Regions from separate parts of the Sus scrofa genome. Here regions 1 and 3 are each linked to region 2. A link is a contact called in public Hi-C and HiChIP or PLAC-seq data. All regions are on one chromosome and are shown on one strand. Each heading gives the region's core, a stretch centred on a gene start, on an enhancer-like site or on the middle of the called end of the contact. The rest is flanking DNA. Distances are from core to core; before and after follow the strand shown.

What was found. Hi-C and Micro-C count contacts between places; a contact is called where the count stands out from the background. HiChIP or PLAC-seq counts read pairs in DNA pulled down with a chosen protein or histone mark.
Region 1: a contact with region 2 is called in an H3K27ac HiChIP or PLAC-seq map of alveolar macrophages. The contact joins the enhancer-like site here to the promoter of TFPI2 in region 2. A contact is called at or near these places in 1 of 5 promoter capture datasets (liver), 14 of 47 Hi-C or Micro-C datasets (alveolar macrophages, embryonic fibroblasts, epiblast stem cells and 9 more) and 2 of 2 datasets of contacts at active chromatin or transcription factors (alveolar macrophages and skeletal muscle).
Region 3: a contact with region 2 is called in a Hi-C map of omental adipose tissue, with 1.8 times the contacts expected there. The contact joins the enhancer-like site here to the promoter of TFPI2 in region 2. A contact is called at or near these places in 5 of 47 Hi-C or Micro-C datasets (embryonic fibroblasts, epiblast stem cells, fibroblasts and 2 more).

What each region holds. Positions count from the first base shown.
Region 1 is chr9:73,883,447-73,886,406 of Sscrofa11.1, reverse strand. All of the region lies in intron 3 of LOC102163402 (a long non-coding RNA gene), which reads right to left. Among named protein-coding and RNA genes, the nearest start is that of BET1, 92 kb to the right of the region's middle. Within about 2 kb of position 1,421, at least 16 of the 83 cell types and tissues checked have an H3K27ac peak or open chromatin away from gene starts, as enhancers often do. A contact at or near this core is called in alveolar macrophages, mesenteric adipose tissue, omental adipose tissue and 3 more, where this site is marked.
Region 2 is chr9:73,693,232-73,696,597 of Sscrofa11.1, reverse strand. It overlaps TFPI2 (tissue factor pathway inhibitor 2), which reads left to right and starts at 1,935. Exons shown (of 6, transcript XM_005667609.2): 1 at 1,935-1,985. The coding sequence starts at 1,935. The region is part of intron 2 of GNGT1 (guanine nucleotide-binding protein G(T) subunit gamma-T1); the gene reads right to left.
Region 3 is chr9:73,446,875-73,450,132 of Sscrofa11.1, reverse strand. All of the region lies in intron 1 of GNGT1 (guanine nucleotide-binding protein G(T) subunit gamma-T1), which reads right to left. Among named protein-coding and RNA genes, the nearest start is that of GNGT1, 45 kb to the right of the region's middle. Within about 2 kb of position 1,937, at least 4 of the 83 cell types and tissues checked have an H3K27ac peak or open chromatin away from gene starts, as enhancers often do. A contact at or near this core is called in omental adipose tissue, where this site is marked.

The DNA.
Region 1 (2,960 bases), core at 172-2,671, 190 kb before region 2:
CTCTCATTCTCCTAACTTTTTCACTTCTAACCTTTGCCCCATTCCTTTGTGTCCTGTTTCCCCTTTCCTTTGCCCTAAGTTCCCCATGCCATCCTTATCCTCACAGACTAAGGGGACAGGGCATGGGGGGGTCATCGAGGTTTTCCATACACCCAAGTGCTTTGGAGTTGGTCTTCTGTATGGCTCTCCTGACTCCCTCTCTTCTCTGTGCCTGGCATAACAGAAGCTCTGAGAGTCAACGTGGTTGCAACATGACATAAGTGTGAGTCAAAAATGTTCATTTTCCACCTTCGTATTTTGCCTCTGCAAAATGTAAACCTTTCCTCGTTCACCTCACCACCACCCCCTAAAAATCTGCATCAAGCTCACGTGCATCTTCAACTCTCTCCTCTTTAACTGCCCCAAATGGAACTTTCCACAGTGTTTTGGCTTCCCTGAAGGTCTGAGGATCTAGTGCATGGCTTTAGTTTTATAATAAAAGGGTGATAAAATGTCTTTTTTTTTTTTTTTTCACCTTCTCCGCCAGCTTGTTCAGATTTGGCTCTCTTATCTTCCCTTGTATCTTAGTAAGATTTCCCTCCAGACATTTCTTTAAATGACTTGACAATAACCCTGCTATCTTCTAAGAACCTAACATCACTTTGGCTGCTTTAGAAAAAATGTGTCTGTTTTTCCATCTCATTAAGAAGCATCTTGCAATCTCTCTGAAAACACAAGAAAGGGATACACAGAGGGCCTCCCAGAATATGAAAGTCCCATTGAAATTAAATACAGCCCATTAGTGTTTTTTAATGACATCAAAGTGTTATCCATGCATTTAAAATATGTTCCATTTTGTTTGGGATATGGGTAGGGTATGATGTAAAAGCAAACATATTTGCTTCTTGGTTTATCATAGGAATCAGAAAAGAAGAGGAGAAAAGGGAAGAAAGGATGGCTCTGATTCTTTTAATCTCAGGTTATTTCTGAAATGACAAAATGATCTTTCAACATTCTCAGGACTCTCTTCCTGTTGCGACTGTTTCGCTGCTCTCAGGGGTGACTTGCCCAGGAAAGCATCCCTTTCGGTCTCTGTGGCTACCAAGCTGAGGCAGACATGGCCACAAGGTGTCACTATTGCTAAAATAGATCTCCACCTACAGATTCTGAAGTGATTATCCATCTATAATGTAGCTTTCCTTTTGTTCTAAGTAGGGTCTTTGGGAGAGGCACTTTTTGATCGGCAGTTATTAGTTGCCTCCTTCACTTCAAACACATTGTGACCCTGAGTGAGGCTCGGGTTTCTAATCTGGAAATTGGATAGAAGAAAACAATTCCTGTTTTTTAGAAAAGTTGTCAGCTTTAAAGTAGAAAACCTTGTATAGGTGAGTTTCACAGGCAGCACTGAGTAAGCTCTCAACAAAGGTTAGCTCCCTTAACTCAGAAGTGAGGGATTTGCTTGGCTGGTAGGAGTGGGCGAGAGGCTGGTACGTTTTGAGGCTGCCTTCCTTCCTACCGTCCTTCCTTTCTTTCAATTTTAAAGCTGCAAAACACCATCTGGTACAGAGTTCTGGCTATTGTTAACAGCCATGCCATTTAAAAATCATTTGAGAAAAGCTAAATACTATAGCTTCCTCTGACAGAGTCAAAATAGTAAAGTCATATTAAAGTATCTAAGGGGTCCTGTTATAAAGAAACCTGTCTAATTGGTCTCTTTTGTTGAACCCAAAGTTCCCTAAATTTCTTTGAGACAAGAATTTTTTTTATTATCATCCGGACTCGGAAACTTTAGTCTGGATTAAGTTCTTAGTTTGTACAGATGAGAAAAGAGAAACCCAGAGAGTAAGGTTTGGTTCACAAAACACATCTTGGAAGGGGCAGAGATGGTCTGGAAGCCCTGCTGTGTTAGAGTGGTTTTTACCAGCTCACAAGAACCAGTTGTGCTCATTTCTTTCCAATCTTGTGTTTAGTGATAACCAGGTTAGCTTGCCTGACATGCAGCAAGCCAGAGGCTGAGAGGCACGGGTTTACAGCCAAGGACGAGTTGATTCACAAGTCAGCCGAGCAAGGAGATGAGAGAACAAATACCAGAACTGCCTCCCTGAAGGTCAAGGGGTTGGGATATTAATGGGATGAGCAGGACGGTCTTAGGAGTAGGGAAGGTGACTGGAGGCAGGGAAGGGGAGGAAACAGCTGTCCTGCACAGGTGCTCTGGGCCTTGTGCATTCAACATGGAGGTGCTTAGCATGACCCAAGGGTGGGGTTCCCAGCCCTCACATCGAAAGGCCATTCATTGGACATCAGGCCCAGTTTTAGGGCCTGTTTTAGGCTCAGGGGTCTCAACCAGTCCCCAGACAGCCTGCACAGGGCAGGAGTTAACTCCAAGTTCCTATGAAACAACTGGGCTGTGTGAAGCTAGGAAGATGTGCAATTAAATAGAGGAAAGAAAGAAAGAAAAAACTAAAGTGAACTTAATCAATGAAGGCAGTTTACAAGCAGAGGCATTTACAAGCAAAGGGGGATTGCCTTATTTGTTATTCTGTAAGTCAAGTTCAAGAATTTCTATTAGTTATCACTTCTGTTAACTCTATGGAGCATGGTTTCAAGGTTAAAAGCTTGAAATCAGCCTCGGTGGGAATATCTACAGAAACTGTCAAACATTACACTTTTTTTTTTTTTCCCCAGAGGAAAGGTTTATCAGCACACCACTCTTAGAACCCAGGTGTTCAGATGCCCAAACCCATATTTTGGTGATATTTTCAGCCTCCAAGTTACCCTGAAGCAGATATTTTGGCAGAAGAATGTCAAAAACTCAGAATATTAAATGTGCATCCATACATATACCTATTATTGACGTCATTGGAGGGGAGAAGCATTTGCTAGGAGGTATTTCAGTTTCCATCTGGGCTCTAACCTGTCAGGCCACAGGCATTCAAATTTCAAGGTAGATAGAGGAAGATTATTTGCTAGCTGGCCAGTAC
Region 2 (3,366 bases), core at 686-3,185:
TCTTCTCATGTGACTTATAGACCTTCAAATAAATTCTATGACAATTCACTTTCTTTCCCAGAGCAACTCTGTTTCTGTTGAGCCAGGTGGGTTTTCAAGATACTTAAGCAGAAGAGGGATAGTGCTAATAACTAATTTTTTTATTTCATAGATATTTATGAGTGCCTACTTTCCAGATCTTATCCTTAGCATTGAGGTGCAATGATGAGTATGGCAGGTAAGTTTTCTGTTCTCAAAGAGCTTATATAATAGTGAGAGGATCAGATAAGTAAAACAAAACTAATAAGCACAGTGATTTCAAATGATAAATGAGGAGTTTCCATTGTGGCTCATTGAGTTAAGGACCCAATGTTATCTCTATGAGCATGTCGGTTCAATCCCTGGTCTGGTTCTGGCATTGCCACAAGCTGTGGCATAATTCACAGATATGGCTCAGATCTGGTGTTGCTCTGGCTGTGGTGTAGGCTGTAGTTGGCAGCTCTGATTTGACCCCTTGCGCCTGGGAACTTCCATATGCCCCAGGTGTGGACGTAAAAAGAAAAAAAAAAGGAAAAAAAATTATAAACGCTATAAGGGTAGTTTGTAGTACCATGAAGTCATAGGAAACCTTGAATCCCTTCAACCTTTAACTGGCAGGCAGAGGAGAAGGATAGACTGATTGAGGAGTCAACTAAATCAGGAAAAAGGGAAAAAAAAAGGGCATCATAAAAACTAAAAAAAAAAAAAAGTATTTCGAGGATAACAAAAGATTTGAAATTGTTAAATATTGCTGAGGGGTTAGACAAAATGTAAATGGAAAAATGTGGTTTCCGGCTGCTTTGTCATATGCATTGAGAGGTCCGGTAAGATGAGGCAACATGATGAGTTGCCCCTGAAAAGAGTACTTTCTGTCCTTCCTCTTTCCGGTATGAAAGTTTATTGAGTGGAATGTGGGGGAAGAGGGAGATAAGGAAGTGGAAGCAGATAGTGAAGATAATATTTCTGATAAGTTTTGCTAGAAAAAGGAGCAATGAAGTGGGGCCCTAACAGAAGAAATGTAAAGTCAAATATGAACTTTTAAGTTTGGGATGAAAAAAAAAAAATCAGAGATAGAGCATTCCAAATGGAAACTTAAAACCTGTGCTGCAGGGTAAGAGAGAGGCAGCACAGAGGAGTGAGAAGAGTGAGAGGAGTGAGAGGAGTGAGAAGAGAGCAGCCTTTGAGAAGATAAGAGAAGGACTCAAAGCCCTAGCCAAGGAGTTTGACTGACTGGACCAGGACATGACCTTCATTGTGAGAGAAAGGAAGAGAGAGAATACAGGGGATTCAGTTGACCAATAGAATAACTCCCCCTTCTCTGTCTGGTTCAGCATATCTATCTCAGGCTGGTGTACTCAACTTTCTTCTAACATAGACCTTTCAGTTCAACTCAGTTTTTCCCTCAGTTAATAGTCAATACGAGGGAAAAATAGAGGGAGTGCTAGGAGATGTATGCCCCTTTCAAACCATAGCTAATGCCTCCTCCTGCCCCCAAATGGCAGGTTGTCCCTCCTGTGTGATTTAAGATGCAAAAGCTTTTACACATAGAGCTAGAACAAATGAACATTTGGTGGGCTTACGACAGTTTATAATGTATAACACACATGAGATTTGGACTAGAGTATAAAAATGACAAGACTTTTGCATGAAAGGGTATCTTTACACTTGAAAGGTCAAGATCCATTACTTTCTGCTAAATATAACTCTGAAAATAAGGTCTTTAGTGATTACCTCTCTCAATCTTCTAATCTGATTATCAACCTTGGCAGATGTTTCTCTTAGAGCATTAGAGCAGTGTATTTCAATTGTAGCTATCTGTTAGTCCTCAATTATAAACTTTATGTTTGAGGGAAAAGGAAATCTGAGATAGAGCTGTTCAGGTACTGAACTAAGGTCGTGAGCACATGTTCTATATGATGAGCCTGATTTGGGTCCCCACTGTCGTGGAAGAAAAGGATGTGTGCACGGTGAGTGAGACCAGAGGACCAGAATACAGACTGCCTGGGCTAGTTGTATAGCTTTGAGCAAGTCATGTATCTGTGTAAAGCTTCAGCTTCCTTATTTGCAGAATGGGGAGGAGAATAAAGTATCTCCCTCAAGTGGTTATTGTGGGGGATTTAATAGCAAATGAATGTAAAGTACAATGCAAACTCTCAATAAACATTTTTTGCAGCACTTAGTTATTGCTATTGAGGTTTCTACATGGCATATGAGAGTTAGGGGAAATTTTCCTTTTCTTCCCCCATTTTTAACATGATAACTCTCTAGAGAATTGGTAAACTAGAATTTCTGGGTTGGCAATGAGGCTGCACTGTGTGGAAAAGGTCTTGGATAAAATAGTCCAAAATTTGTTCCAACCTTCTGGGTGCCCTAGATAATTAAATGTGTAGCAACCTGAGCTAGAGAAGTGATAGTTTGTATCCTAAGTAGGCATGACATCTGAGGGAACATATATCTAGGAAGAAGAGAAAGGGGGTCTCTGAGATTCTGCCCTACTGTGAAAGGTAATGCTTTGCCATAACTATAGCTCCTAAAAATACCAACCAAAGCAACTAGCTGACAAAGGAAAGAATCTGTGTCCCACAGACACAGAAGTTGTAATGTGAGATGTGTTCACGTGGCTTGGTTTTTAGTGTGAATTGAGCTCTTTGCTTAAATTTTACTTCCTACTCCATAATCCCACAGAACCTGGTACATATTTTGAATATTATACTAAGAACAGTATATTGCAGCTGGGTTATACAGTGTCTATCTCTTTACCCTATTTTGCTGTGAGATCCCAAATGTGATTATTCATCTTTGTATCCCATATGCACACAAAGTTGGGCACATTTTAAATGTTTAATCTGTTTATCTTTCATTATTTAAGTCAGGCTCCTGGTCTCTAATCTATACTGAGTCAGGAGAGAGTCGGGGAGGGGCTAGGAATCTACATTTCTAAGTTGCTCCCCAGGGGCTCTTGTATACACACACCCTGGGCTGAGAACCCTTCTATGGAAGTTCCCAGGGGTCGAACTGGAGCTACAGCTGCCAGATCTGAGCCCTCATCTGTGACCTACACCACAGCTCAAGGCAAGGCCAGATCCTTGACCCACTGAGTGAGAGTCGGGTTCGTTTCCACTGAGCCACGATGGGGACTCCTTAATCTGCTTATCTTTTAAATAGGTGAATAAACAAATGACTATGGCAAGAGATACATTATATACTCCATAATCTTGTTCTGCCTGGAGAGAAGAAGAAAATTAGGCATAGGGAATGTCTCCTCCTTTTAAGTGACTGCACTTTATTATGTAACCCTCAAAGATGCACTCGGTGTCCGACAGAGGGCAAGTTAGAGGAAACATTTCC
Region 3 (3,258 bases), core at 688-3,187, 250 kb after region 2:
GTTACAATAACAAAATAAGACTGGAAGATAGGGGCAGGTGTTAAGGTAGGAGCGAGAGTGTGATTCTATAAATCAATAAGAACAAAATCAAACAACCTAAGAGAAAAAATAGCAAAGGATCTAAACACGCAAAACTCAGTAGCAAGTAAACATAGGACAAGAAATAGGCCAGTGATCAGATAAATGCAACATAAAACCATAGTAAGATAAAATTTCCAACCCCCAATTGGCAAAAAAAAAGTAAATAAAAGTGAAGTTTAATAATGCCAAGTGCTGATGGTATTGTGGAATAGTAAGAAATCACATACATCACTGGAGAATGTATAAATTTAAGAATAATTGGGAGATATATGACAAATTTGAAAATGCATTTTCTATACTCTAGCAATTCCCTGTTAGAGACTCTTTCACACATGTACACAAGGAGACGTACACAAATCCTCACTGCAGCATAGAGTCAGGCTGTTAACAATCGAAATATCCTTCAATTCAATGATGGATAAATAAACTGCACTCTATTCATCTATGTAAGAGTGGTATCAACATGGATGAATCTCAAAAAATTTAATTTGATTAAAAAGCAAGTTGTTAGAGCAAACACTAAGTATGAGACCATATTTATATGAAATAGGCATCATAACAACATATGAAGTAAAAATTTATGTGGGAAGATAAACACTAAATTCTGGAGAAAGACTGGAGAAGAATAAATAGGAATGAGATCAGGATGATACACGCAGGGATTTCCAGCAGTGATTTTTTTAAAAATAAATATATATATGACAAAATGTTATGGCTGAAGGATGAATGATGATAGACAGATGGATCAAAATTTTCATAATGTAAAAAAATCTTGAAATATGAAAAAGTATTTTCTAAACTTCTAATAATTTTTAAATGGAACTAAATGGAATTAAATTACCTGGTGCATATTAGTTAATAAAGTCTCACTTTATTGTACTAATTGAGGATAATCTATTATTACTAAACTGTCAAAGTTCTATTGGGGGTCATTTGTTTGATCATAATTTCATGAGGAAAAGAACTCTAACACTAGACCTATACCTAACAATTAATCAAACCAAGGTACAGTTGAACCAGTCATTTTAGCTCTCTGCAAGATCAATACTGATCACTTCAATACTGATTGGAATACAAGGTCAGATATAGATTGCGAAGCTGGAGAAAATGATTGGTTCACCTGGTTCTATAACCAGTGTAGAAGTGGCCCAAGGAAAGTGAAACCACAAAATCCTTCCAAAGTGGCAGATGAATTAAATTAATTTAGAATCCCACCCTTCAACTTTTCTTTGATTATTAATCCTCACTTTACTTCCTGGAAATTGTTTTTAATTCTGCCATTTTGGCTCAGAAATGACAACATCATTTCTGAAGGTTTCCTGTACCTATTTTCCAAAGAGCAGTTCTGACCTACTTAGGCAATACAATAAAGGGAATTTAGCTTCCCCATGCTGAATTGAGAATCAGAACTTAGGAGTTCCCCAGTGGTCTAGCAGGTTAAGGATCTCACATTTTCACTGCTGTGGCTTGGGTCACAGCGGTGGCATAGGTTCGATCCCCAGGCCAGGAACTTCCACATGTATGGGAATAGCACCTGCCCCCCCCCAAAAAAATTCAGAATTTAAATCCAGAGAAGGCAGATCTGATAGACTGTTGCGTGAGAAAGAACAAGAATGTAATATGCTGAAATTTTATAACAAACTATATTATTATCTAATATACATCTTCCTGAAATTTGAAATCTTTATAATAAATGGATGCCTTTAATACCCTGTGGCATATGAAAATGTTGATTCATTCTATATGATTATAATTCATTACTAGAATTGGAATGCTTCGACAGTATGCCTGTGAAATATAAATAAAGGCAGTGTATGCTTTCATGGACATTTAAAATGCAGTAGGTAAAAATATTACTCAGCCTTCTCTTATTATCTCTTTAAGCCAGCCCCCATATTGACACATGGAATTGTGGAAGCAATCATCTGTGGTCAGCTAAGGAGATTGAAAACACAATTTGAGTTCCCAAAGCAGAAGAATTCTAAATATCCAATATCTAATATTCTGCTAACAAGTAATGCCATCCAATTCATATCGTAGAGGTATATACATACATAATATCTGATATTCTGTAAAGTGTAGCAAGCAGTCTTTACCATAAGGAAGAGCAAAATTATTTTTGAAAACTTTTTTTCCTCCAAGTTGGAGAAAAGAAGTACAATATCCTTACGGAACTCTCGGCATCTAAGCCTCGTCGCAGCGACATGGGAGAGGCAATCTGAGCATGCCTGCAAAGGAAAGGCTGTAGATCCCATTATTCATGGATACCACCTGCTGGTAGACACGCGGCGTTGCTACACAGAGAGGGGCACAGAGGGGAAATACACAAAGAAATGGAAAGACCAGAGTATACTATACTGAATAGAGAAATAGTGATGCTTAGAAAAGAGTGATGAAATTAAGTAGGCTTTTAGAGCAAACTGGTGACAACATCTCATTTCTTCAAGGACTTTTCTAACAAGTTTCTGCGTTTTGACTTGAAACGTCTATAGGAGTTGACAGGTAGTCTGTGGCTCCACTTTATAATTACTAATGATTTTATATAAATCCAAGATTTATAGCTATTAATTCTTATATCTAGAGCAATGATTCTCAAAGGAGACAATTTTGCCACTCGTCATTGGGAAATCTGTCAATGTCTGGAGGGAATTTTAGTTGTCACAATGGGGGAGGTGCTACTGACATCTAGTGGGTAGAGGCCAGGGGTGCTGCTCTACATCCTGCAATGCACAGGTGAGCCTTTACATCCAGCCCCAAATAAAATAGTGCCCACAAAAATAAATTACTACATACTTCCAACATCAAAAAAAATTAGTGAGAAATCCTGAATTGGAGGAAACAATTCAAAGATAAAAATGTACAAAACTAATGTTAAACCACAACACTTATACCTTCTGGCTTTTATTTTATTTAGTAAACATTTATGCAATGCTTATTATGCACCCAGTGCTCTTAAAGAGCTTTAAAAACATTAACATATTTTATTCTCACAGAAATCATAAGAGGTATATATTAATAATAATCCATTTTAAAAAGGGAATCTGAAACACAAGGAGGTTAAATAGCTTGTCCAAGTTGTCACAACTAGCATAATTTGAAACCAGGGAGCCTAAATTGTGAAACTTTGCTGATCACCTTTCAGCAGACATACTCTTTTAATTGAAGGAGATATCCAAG